2 separate regions of the Muntiacus reevesi genome follow, and region 1 is linked to region 2. The links are chromatin contacts, called in public Hi-C maps. All regions are on one chromosome and are shown on one strand. The core of a region is the stretch at or near the end of the contact, and the rest is flanking DNA. Distances in the headings are between cores, read along the strand shown. Region 1 holds the start of SLC35F5 (solute carrier family 35 member F5). Region 2 holds the start of ACTR3 (actin related protein 3).

Region 1 (6,219 bases), core at 1,898-4,397, 130 kb after region 2:
TGCAGAACTCCGGTCCATACCCTCAAGGGCATGGCAATGAGTGGCCATTAATCAAGCATTGTCTTAAGATGCCTATTTTATGGGTGTTTAGAATGTTTATTTAGTTCTCTGTTGATATTTTGCGCCTCCAAACTGCCTGTAGACCCTTTAAAATGTAGGACTTGATTGTACACAATAAACCCTTAGGACCTTAGATCTAAATCTCAGAACCTCCCAAGGTTCGACTTACCCTGTAAAATGCAGTGATTCAAATTCAAAAGCAGTCTCTTATGTACAGTAATGAAAACAAAATTGTGAACGCCAATCCATTAGACCATGTGTTAGATACAAATCAAATCAATTATTTACTGAGCTTCTGTGCCCAGCATTCTAGTAGAGAATATGATAAAATACAAGCGACAAGAGTAGACTGTTGGTCAGCACTTGATGAATAACTGCCACCTTCCAAAGTTTTTGTCTGGTTTCCAACTTAGAACCAGAGAAAGGCAAATATGCATCCCTCCAACCACAAAGGATGCCTTGTTTCTGGTTAGCTTTCCTTGTTTCCCCATGCCAACCATCAGGGTATACCTGAAGCCTTTCCCTGTTTCTACTGGAAAGCTTTTACACTTCCCTGTCTTTGAATCTCTGCCAAATGCAAGGGATGAGGGCTGACTGCCTTGTTATAACAAGCTCTGAATAAATGTCTTCTGCTTGTTCTCATTTGAGTGTTCTTTATTTCCACACTTGGAATTCACAGAACTATGATAAGTGGTTTCAACTATTAACTGGAAGCTCCAAAGACTCATGACATAGCCATTTGTAATTTTACTAAGGCTTGAATTTAAAATGTAATCTTTGATACTGGTATACAGGAGTAAACTATGGACTGCCCCGTACACTCACACATGACCTTCATATTCATGTTGTGACACATGTAATTACTGAGGAAATTATATTCTCTATATTTCAGGTAACTTTTTTTTAATATATCGGACTTAATAACATGAAGCTTAAGGGTCTACTACTGAGAGATTTCAAAAGAACTTAGAGTGATTAACTTTGAAGAGCAAAAAGGAAATTAATAAAAATGAAAAATCAATCTTTTAAGATGGTGAGACTACAAAAATAGTGGTACCAACAGAAATGAAGATATGAAGAAGAAAATAGGCTTCAAAATGTCAGGAGACAGCGAGATGTTCCAGTTTATTCAAGACATTGACCACACTTCTGTGTTAGGCCCTAGTCTAGATGCTGAGGGTATAGTGGAGGATAATAAAGGCAAAAATTCTTGTTCTTGTGGAATTTATATTTGAAAATGTAGACAGTTGGGATTTTATAGGGAGGGAAATGTAAAGTTCTTGCTTCTAAGAATTAATCACACAGAAATAAGAGTTAAAGTTATACCAGAAATCAGCTTTCTAAGACTTCAAAGTTACTAAGGGCTTGGCCTTGGACAAGATATGTGGGGACATGAGAAAGAAATACCTGAGTTCAGGATGCCACAGCACAGAAATGACACCACGGTCTGTTGACTCAGTAGTCCAGTGGAATTTTCCTCAGAGTGTGCTGGGAAAACACGTTAATGGAAGATTAACCTCGGACTAGAGGCACTGTCCTTTAGCAGATGCTCTGGAAATAAGTGGTAATAATGGTGATTTATATACATTTACAAAGTACTTACATTTGCATTATTTATTTAAGAAATAGGTAACGATATCAGCATTATTTCTACTGAAGAATTGAGGTAGAGAGAATAATAGTCCTTAAGATCACAGAATAAAGTATGGTCAGATTAAGAAGTACAACCTAATTTTCCTGATTCTTAGATCCTGGAAGGTATTCATAATGCCACTATTTTTCTTTAGTCTACTATGGGCCTGCCACTCTAAAGAAACAAGAATAAAGCATCTACTGGAATAATTTGATCAATGCCTGCAAACAAATTTCCCCTAAGTAATTTAAATGGTTAAGATTTTTCTATTCTGCATGATACCTTTCTGAATATTTATTAGAGGAGCTTAATGCTGATAGCTTATTAGAAATTGACTGGGTCAACACAAAAAATGTTCAATGGTATTGCTTTACTAGTTAATTGAACAAATTCAATATATTCAATCTCAATAAAACAGGAGAAATTCAGAAGGTAAGAAATGCACTACATTGTGATTACAGAAGAAAAAAACTTAATTTCTTCACACCACCTCATAAAGATGTTACAAATGCGCTGGTGGTAGACAACTCCAGTGAAGAAACTTTTAGTCTCATTTCGTTTTCTAAAGACATATCAGGACATATCAAGGCTTTTTCTTATGGGATATTCAAAAGCTAATTTTTAAAATCTGTACAATTTAATAATTTAACATTTGTGTTCAACTTGCATGAATTATCTAAACCCTTCACATTTGTATGCTCAAGTAATCCTAGCATATATACAAATTAATAGACGCGGCAGGTACTATTATTATGCACACTTTTCAGTAATCTGAGGGCCAGGGAGGTGAAAAGCTTGCCGTTACTGACAGAACTTCTTTTTTTTTTTTTTGACAGAACTTCTAATTCCCGAAGCTGGGATCTATTTTACATACAAGAGTTTCCAGAAAGCAAAAGTTCTCCCAGGCCATTCTGCTCTCCAGAAAGCAAAAGTTCTCTCAAGCCATTTTGCTCTTCCGTCCTCTACTCGAGCAAGAACTCTTGAGAGTTTCCTGACCGAATTTTGTAACAAATGCCGTTGTTAGCTCTTGTCTTGGTGCGGGGCCATCTGGAGGCTCAGTCAGCCCCCTCGTCCTTCGCTCCACTTCAACCACCCACGCCTTCTTCCCTCTTCTCATTCCACCGCGCCCTGCTTCCCTTCTCCCAGCTCCTCTCTGCCGTCCCAGCGGCGTCTTCTCGCTTTGTGCTCAGCGACTGTCAATAGCCAAACCACCCTAGAGGTACACCCTCACGTGGCCTGCTGTCGCGCAATCGTGACGAAACCCGTGCGCCACCGCCCTCGGGCCGGGGAGAGGGGCGGGGCCGCAGGCCGGGCTGGCAGGCTGGCCGGCCGAGGGCGGGGCCGGGGCCAGGGTCCAGCTCCGGGCCTCCGCGGCCATCGCTGCCTGCTCGGTTCCTTACCTTCGCCCGGCCCCAGCCCTCCCGAACCGAGTGGAGCCGGTTGGCGTCGGCAGCGTCGCCCCGAGGGGCACCGCGGCTTCAGGGGCTGGGCCTCCGCGCAGCGCAATGACAGGCGGCACGAAAGCTCTGTGAGTCCGAGGCCGCGGCCGTGGCCCTGGGCGGCGGCGGGTCCGGGCCGGGTCCGCTCATGGTGCCGCCACGACACCATCCCGGGGCAGGAAGGCCAGGTAAGTAGGCACAGGAGGGCCGCGAAATCACTCGGAACCGAAGCCGGGGACCGAGGGCCCCGAACGGCCCCACTCTTCAGCCTCTGGTAGCAGCCGAGGTGCTCTGACCGAGACGGCCAGTGTCTGGGGACCTATTGAGGGGAGGCTGACAGGGTCGCGCGATCCCAGAGTAGACTCTGGTAGTTGAGGAAGCTGCCCGGCGCCGCCGCCTCAGGGCTTTAATCTCCTTCTCCCGGGAGACGTCACTGCCTTAACTTTTTTTTTCCCCTCCTCGGAAAAAGGAAGATTCCCTGGAACAGCTGTTTCCCCACCCACCTCGTGAATGACTATTTCAGATCGAAATAGTAGACACAGTGACGGGGGTGGGTGGGGGAAGCGTGGAGGATCCTTCTCTTGACCATGTGAGGTGCTTGGAAACGTGCCGTCAATACTCAAAACAAATCACTTCCTCTCAAATCTGCCAAGTCCACTCAAGATCAGGGACGGAGACGACACTTAGAAACAGGCGCGTGTCTAGACACTGTCCCAGGGTTGGGTACCTCTGGAGAGAGTAGCAAGAGCGGCGAATCCGGTTCTGTCTTTATGAAACTATTATGAAGCTGTTCTTCACTAGTTAAGTATTCTTAAATATGCTGTTTGTTGAATTTTGCTTTTTTTTCTTTGTACCGTGTTCTTTGAGTATAATTTGAAATGTATAGTACATAACATAAAAGTGTAGAGAAAAATGTCAGTTATATTTCACATACTTTGATATTCTTTCATTGGCTTTCATTTTAAAGATGAAGAGTGAAAAAGAGCTTATGAGTCTTATTTTGAGTGGTCGATGTTTTCACAAGCATTATTCTGTGGTGATTTTTAGGTGCGCTGAGTTCTTCACCTCCGTTTAGACTCAGATCTGCTAAGTTTTCAGGCATTGCTCTTCAAGATCTCAGAAAGGCCTTTAAAATAAGGTAAATTCAACACTTAAAATAAACCAAAACAAAAACTATATGACTTTGAACATTAGCTTAACAAATATCATACTTCTGTTGTACTTACATTCTCATTTTTACATGGTTATTTTTTTAAAGATCCTTTCTAATGTGATCTGTATTTTTCTAAAAACAGACTGCAAATGGTGTGTGTGTTTATCATGAACCGAATGAATTCCCAGAGCAGTGGTTTCACTCAGCGAAAGCGAATGGCTCTTGGGATTGTTATTCTCCTACTTGTTGATGTGATATGGGTTGCATCCTCAGAACTTACTTCGGTATGTAAGCTTTATCTAGGAATGATGCTGTGTTACTGAAATATCATCATATCTCTAGCCATTACTGTCTCTCATGCCCACTTAAGTGATATTTTGAATATTGATAAATTTTCTTTTATAACGAACTAGCATGCATTGGAGAAGGAAATGGCAACCCACTCCAGTATTCTTGCCTGGAGAATCCCAGGGATGGAGGAGCCTGGTGGGCTGCCATCTATGGGGTCGCACAGAGTCCGACACGACTGAGGTGACTTAGCAGCAGCAACAGCAGTATCAATTCAAGTTGAAGCTGAACAGATACTGTTTTAATTGTTTCAGTTTTCTTAAATCCTTAAAAGGAGATTATTTAGAAAATGAGATACATGCCTATTTTCTTAATATTTGTGGGTTTTATGTGTTTTTTTCCCCCTAAATTTATTTCCTTTTTAATAAATACTATTTTCTAGTGGAACAACTATCCAGGAGTCACCATTTAGTAGAAAGTGAAAATACGTTTGGACAAATGAGCGAATGTGATCTGAGTTTTCATGTATGGTCACTATTATACACATACATGGGTTCATGGACATTTATGTGTTTGCTGCTTTAAACGTTCTTGTGAAGTATATGTATAGAGTGATTGCCTGTAATTAAATTTTCTTTTGTTTTTATTGATGACCTATTGGTAGTAATGTGATATTTTGAGTTCACAAGCTAGTTTTTCTTTCCACTTGTACAGGTACTTTATTTACTTTGGTTAATGATCCCTGCAAAAATTTATTTTCAGAAATTACTGTGTTTCAACTTACATGTTGCTATCTTAAGGCAAAAGGAAGAGTAGCATTTATAAAATGAACTTAAATGTCAAAGGAAGCAGTGTGATACTGCTGGTCATCCCACGTGGTAGCTAAGTAAATAGTTGACATTGACATTGTATCTGATGAATAAATTTTTAGCCTTTTTGGAATTAGACTCTGGAATACATTAGGCCATTGATTTTTCACTCTTCTACAACCTTTTTTTTTCTTCTAAGATTAGCATTCTGTAGTTTAACTACAAAGAACTCTCTTTAATGTTGATAGGGAAATAAGCTTATCTTTAAAATTTTATTTTAGTTTTAATTAGTTTGGTTTTTACTTATCGTCTTGGTTACTTCCTTTGACATCACAACATGAGGCTGGTAATGGCTATAAGTCTTACTTTGGGTGATGCCAATTTGAGCGCTGTAAGTTCCTCATCAGTCTTTACGTAGTTGTTGAATATCCATGTGATTATTGTCCAGATAGAGTATTTAACTAGAGGTTATAAAATGTTGATTTTTCTAAGGGTCATTTCTTCTGCATTTATTAGTTGGGATTCTTTAAGGAGAACTTTTCTGCAACTACTATTTTGTTATTCTGAAACATGGTTCATATAGGGAAGTTTGGATAAATCTTTATTCCTATTCATTTTAAACTAATGTTACCTAGCAACTTCCAGAAATAATCATTGAGCATTTTTTGTATATCATTATACATTTATGGATTTTTGTATGTTTGATGTGTTTTAAACATTTGTGGTTATTAATTACTATATGTAAAATTAGATAGCCAAAGGAAATTTGTTGTATTTGCTATATGACACAGGGAGCTCAAATCCACTGCTCTGTGACAACTTAATGGATGGGATGGG
Region 2 (5,417 bases), core at 1,106-3,605:
TCCCCTGGAGTGGGAAACGGCAATTCACTCCAGTATTCGTGCCTGGAAAATTCCATGGACAGAGGATCCTGGCAGGCTACAGTCCATGGGGTCGCAGAGAGTCGGACACAAGTCAACAACTAGGCATGGGCAGCATCCTAAGTATAGATTGAACCCCTCTCCCCCACACCTCCTGATCACTCAGTCTGTGTTTTAAATTCAAGGCTGCCCTATCAGAAAGAGGTCACGTAAGGATAGTTAATCTCAATGAAATACCCAGCATACTAAATCAAACATAATCAAAACTGTATTTCAAAAGGGAAAAAATTAAATAAGAAAAAGTTAACACCTTACTTAAGATATTACCATACTATTTATTAGGGCAACAATTATCTACACTAATTTTATTGACAAGGCAATAATTACTAAAGCATATAATATTAACTATGTAGCAATATTTTTCACTGTAACAAAACATACTTGAAAATTCTTTCTCAGTCAAGCAGCCAAATCTAATTTTAAAACTGACCCTAACATAAAACTACTCACCAACTGGACTAAGAAGGAAGGCGGAAAAAAAAAAAAAAAAATACTGGTTCAAGGAAATAAAAATGGATTAAGAAAAATAACTTTAATCAGTCATCTATCAAAAAGCTACATAGAAGTTTCATGGCTAAACGACATTGGTTTTTTATTATATTAATAAATCGATTGTTTCCTTCTGCACGGCTGGGACTTTACAAACCGCCACACTTTCATAAAGGTATGATCCTGAGGATTATAGAGAAATTTCACACAGAGCAAACTGAGTAAGGAGTATACCATCCTTTAAGTAACAATAGTTTGCTAAAGAGTAAAAAGGGAAGGGAAAGGCTGATAATCCAGTTCTCATAACCCCCTCCAAAACCTGGGGAATTGGAAAAGTAATCAGCACGGTATTCACAAGCACCAAAGAAAACACTTCCAATATTGAAACATAAAGCAGTCACTCTGCATTAAAACATAGGCAATATTTTCTACGTTAGTACAAAGTGTGCTATAACTCTCTAAAACGCCTGTTAATACAAAAGGAGCGACCACTTCCACACCATTCTATACTTTAGCAAACTACACTGCAAGTCTATAATAAACAACTCCTTGAAAAGCAAGTACCTCCCTTTACAACTCTATTACCTTCTTTCTCTCCTTAAGACATGGTCACAGAATGACCGCACACAACTTAATTTTCCTGGGTGCTTCCCTTCCTCCCTCTCCGTACAACGCAAATATATTTTTTAAGTTCACAGAAATTCACACCTAGCACCAGTAACTCAGCCTATTTGAAAACTGCTTGATTTTGAAAGTTCTAATAAGATGTGTTCAGGTTGGAAACGAAAAACTACCTTATAAGGGTATAAAAGACTGAAAGCAGGAAGCGGCTTTGACAAAACTAAGGAAGTTGCAACGCGCTTGCTCACTGGGGGACTTTTTTTGAGGCAAGAGAAGTAACACATGACATCTTTCTCTCAAATTAAAATGTGACTTGGTTGGCCGGTAGGAACGTAGTGGGAGATGGAAAAGACCGGGAGCCGAAAAGGAAGAGGAGGTGGGTGGTCCAATGAAAGCCCCGATCTAGGTTCCCATTTTCAGGGTCCGATTCTTCCCTTTCCCCACCCACACCCCGATACAATGTTGTCACAGCAATCTTGCAAAACCTACAAGGAGCGCTTCTCTTTTCTCGCTCCTTTGCCCGGCCGGTCCCCGCGCTCCATTCCCCTTGGTCTCCAAACCCACGGGCAGGAAGGAGCACCGGGGCAAAGGAGGGTCGGCTGCGAGGGGCTCGACGACCACCCCCACGCGACCGCGGGCCCCGGGGAGGCGACCGTCCCCGCAGCCCCTCGGGCGGCGCTGCCCACCGCGGTGGGGGAAGGGCCGGGAGGGGTCGCGCGGAAGAAGCCGCTCCCGGGGGGGTTCTGGGCCCCGCGCCCCCGCCCGGCTCCCAGAGGGTGAAGCGCGGGGGATGAGGGAGGCCCTGACTGCGGGCCCCACCCCTCGCCACCCGGCGCGGCCCGGGCTGACACAGCCGGCGGCGGCACCTTGCTGCTCCATTCATCTCCCGGCCCCGCCATTTTCCTGCCTCCGCCTCAGTTTCCCCACCCCCGCCCATCAGCCCCCTTACCCCGTGCCACAGTCCACCACACAGGCCGGCAGCCGTCCCGCCATCTTCCTCCTCGCCTGCTGCTGCTGCTGCCGCCGTCTGCTCCGTGCCGGTTGGGGCCAGGGATGGGCGGCGGGAGGTAGAAGCTATCTGACCATCCACGGCCGGGCCACCCTCTCCGTCTAGGGGGGAGCCGGGAAGCCGAAGCAGTAGCGAGAGAGCAGCAGGCTCGGTCAGCGGCTACCACTTCCGCAACCCGGGCAGGCAGGCAGTCCCCGCCCTGCCCCGCCGCGGCCTCCTCCCCTTCTCTCTCCCCTCCTCCTCACTCCTGCCCCCACCCTACAACTTCTTCCCCTCACACCGCCTTTCCCCGGGAAGCCAAGATGGCCGCCGGTGCCGACGCCCCGGCCGGGCCAGGCCTAGGCCTCGAGCGCTCCCCCTTCCGGCCTCCGAGCGGGCGGGGCGAGAGAGCATGCGCAGTGAGGTGCGCCGCCGGCTGCCGCTCCCATTCCGAAGGTGAGGTAGTCCACTTCGGGTGTTCTCCAGGTAGGGGCGGGTAGGTCTGCCCGAGCCTCCAATTCTCATTCTGAAGCTGGAAGGGGTTTTTAGTTGCAATTACTTCTGTGCTAGGTTAAGGAAGCGTTGGAACCGCATTCCACAGCCCCAACTATCGTCAGGTGCTCCGGAGAAAACGACCTCATTGAAAACCTTGTCAGCGGCGCCCATCCGTTTTTATAACTTGAGCGGCTCCTTTTCTGGTTGGAAAAGAGCGATATCAGACGGAGGGTGAGCAGTTGGAGGAGAGAGGAACAAAGGCTTGCGCCGTGGCTCTTGTGCCTTGGTACTGTTTTTGGGGGTTTTTTTTTCTTCAGTTACACTTGTGCATTATTACAACGTGGCATGTTACCAGTGTTACCACAAGGGTTAGATTGTAGGCCAACCGAGGAAGGCCCACCTCACAGGAATGTAGAGGTAAATACCTAACACAAATAAGCCTTTGGTGGCTTTGAATGAGGCGAAAAAAGTACTCTCCTGAGTAGTTTAAGATACTAGTTGCAGGATGAAACCAAGGATTACGGACCAGAATTTTTAATTAAAAAAGAAAGTTCAAAACTAGAAAGCCTAGAACAATGTCATTTAAACTTCTCAAAGTGTGTGTCAAGAATTCCGTGGAAGGCTTGTTGAAGCACAGAATGCTGGACCACACCCCCTGAGTTCTCTGATTAGGTGGTCTGGAGTGAGGCCTGCTAATTTGCATTTCTACCCAGTTCCTAGTCTGGGACCTCTCCCCACCTGGGAGACCTATAATGTTAATAGCTTTTTTCTCTTCTGGTTTATTTTCCGATAAACGAGGTGGATTCACTTATGGGTGACCGAAATAAAAATATTTTTCCTAAGAAAGGATGTCTGATTACTCTAGAAGATCACATAGAGTGGTGTTAGACCAACCTGGGCAATGGAATTTAAACTTTTCGTTCATTTGGCAAATAAGAATTGCTCACCCTTTCTATTAAGGCAGGGACAATACTGACCGTTAATATTCAGTAGGCACAAAATGGATAAGTTCTCGGTGCTGCAGAGCTTACAGTTTAGTGGAGAAACACACAACTTGTATTAAGAGCAATAGAAATTATAAAGCAGAGGGCTCTGAGAAATGGGGAGGAGGGTTGAGTGAATGAGAGGGAAACAAAAGGTAGCAGAGGCTTCTCTGACAAAAGTGAAAGTCGCTCAGTTGTGTCCGACTCTTTGTGACCCCATGGACTATACAGTTCATGGAATTCTCTAGGCCAGGATACTGGAAGGGGTAGCCTTTCCTTTCTCAAGGGTATTTTCCCAACCCAGGGAGTGAACCCAGGTCTCCCGCGTTGCAGGTGGATTCTTTGACCAGCTGAGCCAGGAGGGAAGCCCAAGAATACTGGAGTGGGTAGCCTATCCTTTCTCCAGGGATCTTCCTGACCCAGGAATGGAACTGGGGTCTCCTACATTACAGGCAGATTCTTTACCAAGTGAGCTATCAGGGAAGCATTTAAAAACTGAGGGCTGGAAGATGGTAGGAGATAGGGGCGAGAGTGAGGAAGAAGGGGAGCCCTCCAGGAAGTGAGAACAGCAAGAGTCGAGGCCTTGAGGTGAGAATGAGCTTTTTTTCTTCCACAAAGTTAAAGAAGGCCCAAGTGTTCAAAGTGAAGTGAGCCAGGGAAGAAGACAGAATGGAAGGTAGAGCCTGAGATAGGAATTAAATGATGTGAGGATTTGTAGACTTCTTAAAGCATCTTAAACTTTAGCCTAAAAGCAACTTGGAATCCCTCAGAGACTTAAGGAAATGTTCTGCGTGCTTTGTGAAGAATGGATTCTACAAAGTTAAGAGTGAAGTGACTGCTTATATAGCATATATGATGTTGGCATTAAGAGATAGAAAACGTGAGGAGTAGCATCCAGATGGGATTGGATGTGTACAAAGGAGACTTACTAAGGGGCGTCGTCATCATTACCATCCACTGGTGCCCAGCACATCCACAGCTACTCATATGAAATAAACAAACAAAGAATCCTCAGGGGCAGCTTTCCTCAGAAATTATCTTCCAAGAAGTCAAACAGAAGTGGTTCTTTGTTCAGGTGCCTTATGTTTTTTCACTATGCATAGAAGATGGTATATGAGGATTCTTTGCTGCCTTTCCCACCATCAAGTATTTAAGGTTTGGGGGGAGAGCAGATGCCTGAAGATTGGCCCTGGCAGGAGACAAAGATGTGGTTTGGTTGGGGTAGAGCAAATGATTGTTTCCAGGATGACAAGTAGTATGTCTGGACTAAAGGGATCTTAACCAAAGGGGTCTCAAGAACAGAGGTTCGGAACTTGAACTCAAGGAAGTTCTGCTCAGGGAAGCCCGCAGAGATAGAGCCTCAAAATGGCTGACCAAGATGCTGGCGTGGGTTGTCATGAAGTAATTACCTCAGCGTTCAGAAACTAGAATGCTCCCATGGTCCAGGCAGGCAGCCTTATAAATGAAGAGGGCTATGATGAGGGTTCGGCAACATGGAGCACCCACAGAAGACAGTAGAAAATTGTTGCTATGTAAGAATGTAGGCCTTGTGTTGCCAAAACCTCCCTTTTTTTCAAGAAAAGTTGGAAATACCTGTATTTTTATATGTTGGTAACTAATTTTTTGAAGACCATATCTGACCCATGGGCTACCCATTTTCAATGTTTGATTCAAGCGACTGTTTAATGTTTACTGGTGTATTACATTCAAATATGAACTCATGTTCATGGTAGTTACTGTATCTCATTCCATAGACGTGAGGA

The links. A called contact is a pair of places that touch in the nucleus more often than the background predicts.
Region 1: a Hi-C map of blood shows a contact between it and region 2, with 3 times the contacts expected there. The contact joins the promoter of SLC35F5 here to the promoter of ACTR3 in region 2. A contact is called at or near these places in 2 of 3 Hi-C or Micro-C datasets (blood and muscle).

Annotation. Positions count from the first base shown.
Region 1 is chr3:207,399,858-207,406,076 of mMunRee1.1, forward strand. SLC35F5 (solute carrier family 35 member F5) reads left to right here and starts at 3,148. Exons shown (of 16, transcript XM_065931411.1): 1 at 3,148-3,320; 2 at 4,180-4,270; 3 at 4,428-4,569. The coding sequence starts at 3,281.
Region 2 is chr3:207,268,653-207,274,069 of mMunRee1.1, forward strand. It overlaps ACTR3 (actin related protein 3), which reads right to left and starts at 2,356. Exons shown (of 12, transcript XM_065931409.1): 1 at 2,138-2,356. The coding sequence starts at 2,181. LOC136165263 (a long non-coding RNA gene) reads left to right here and starts at 1,375. Exons shown (of 5, transcript XR_010662479.1): 1 at 1,375-1,564.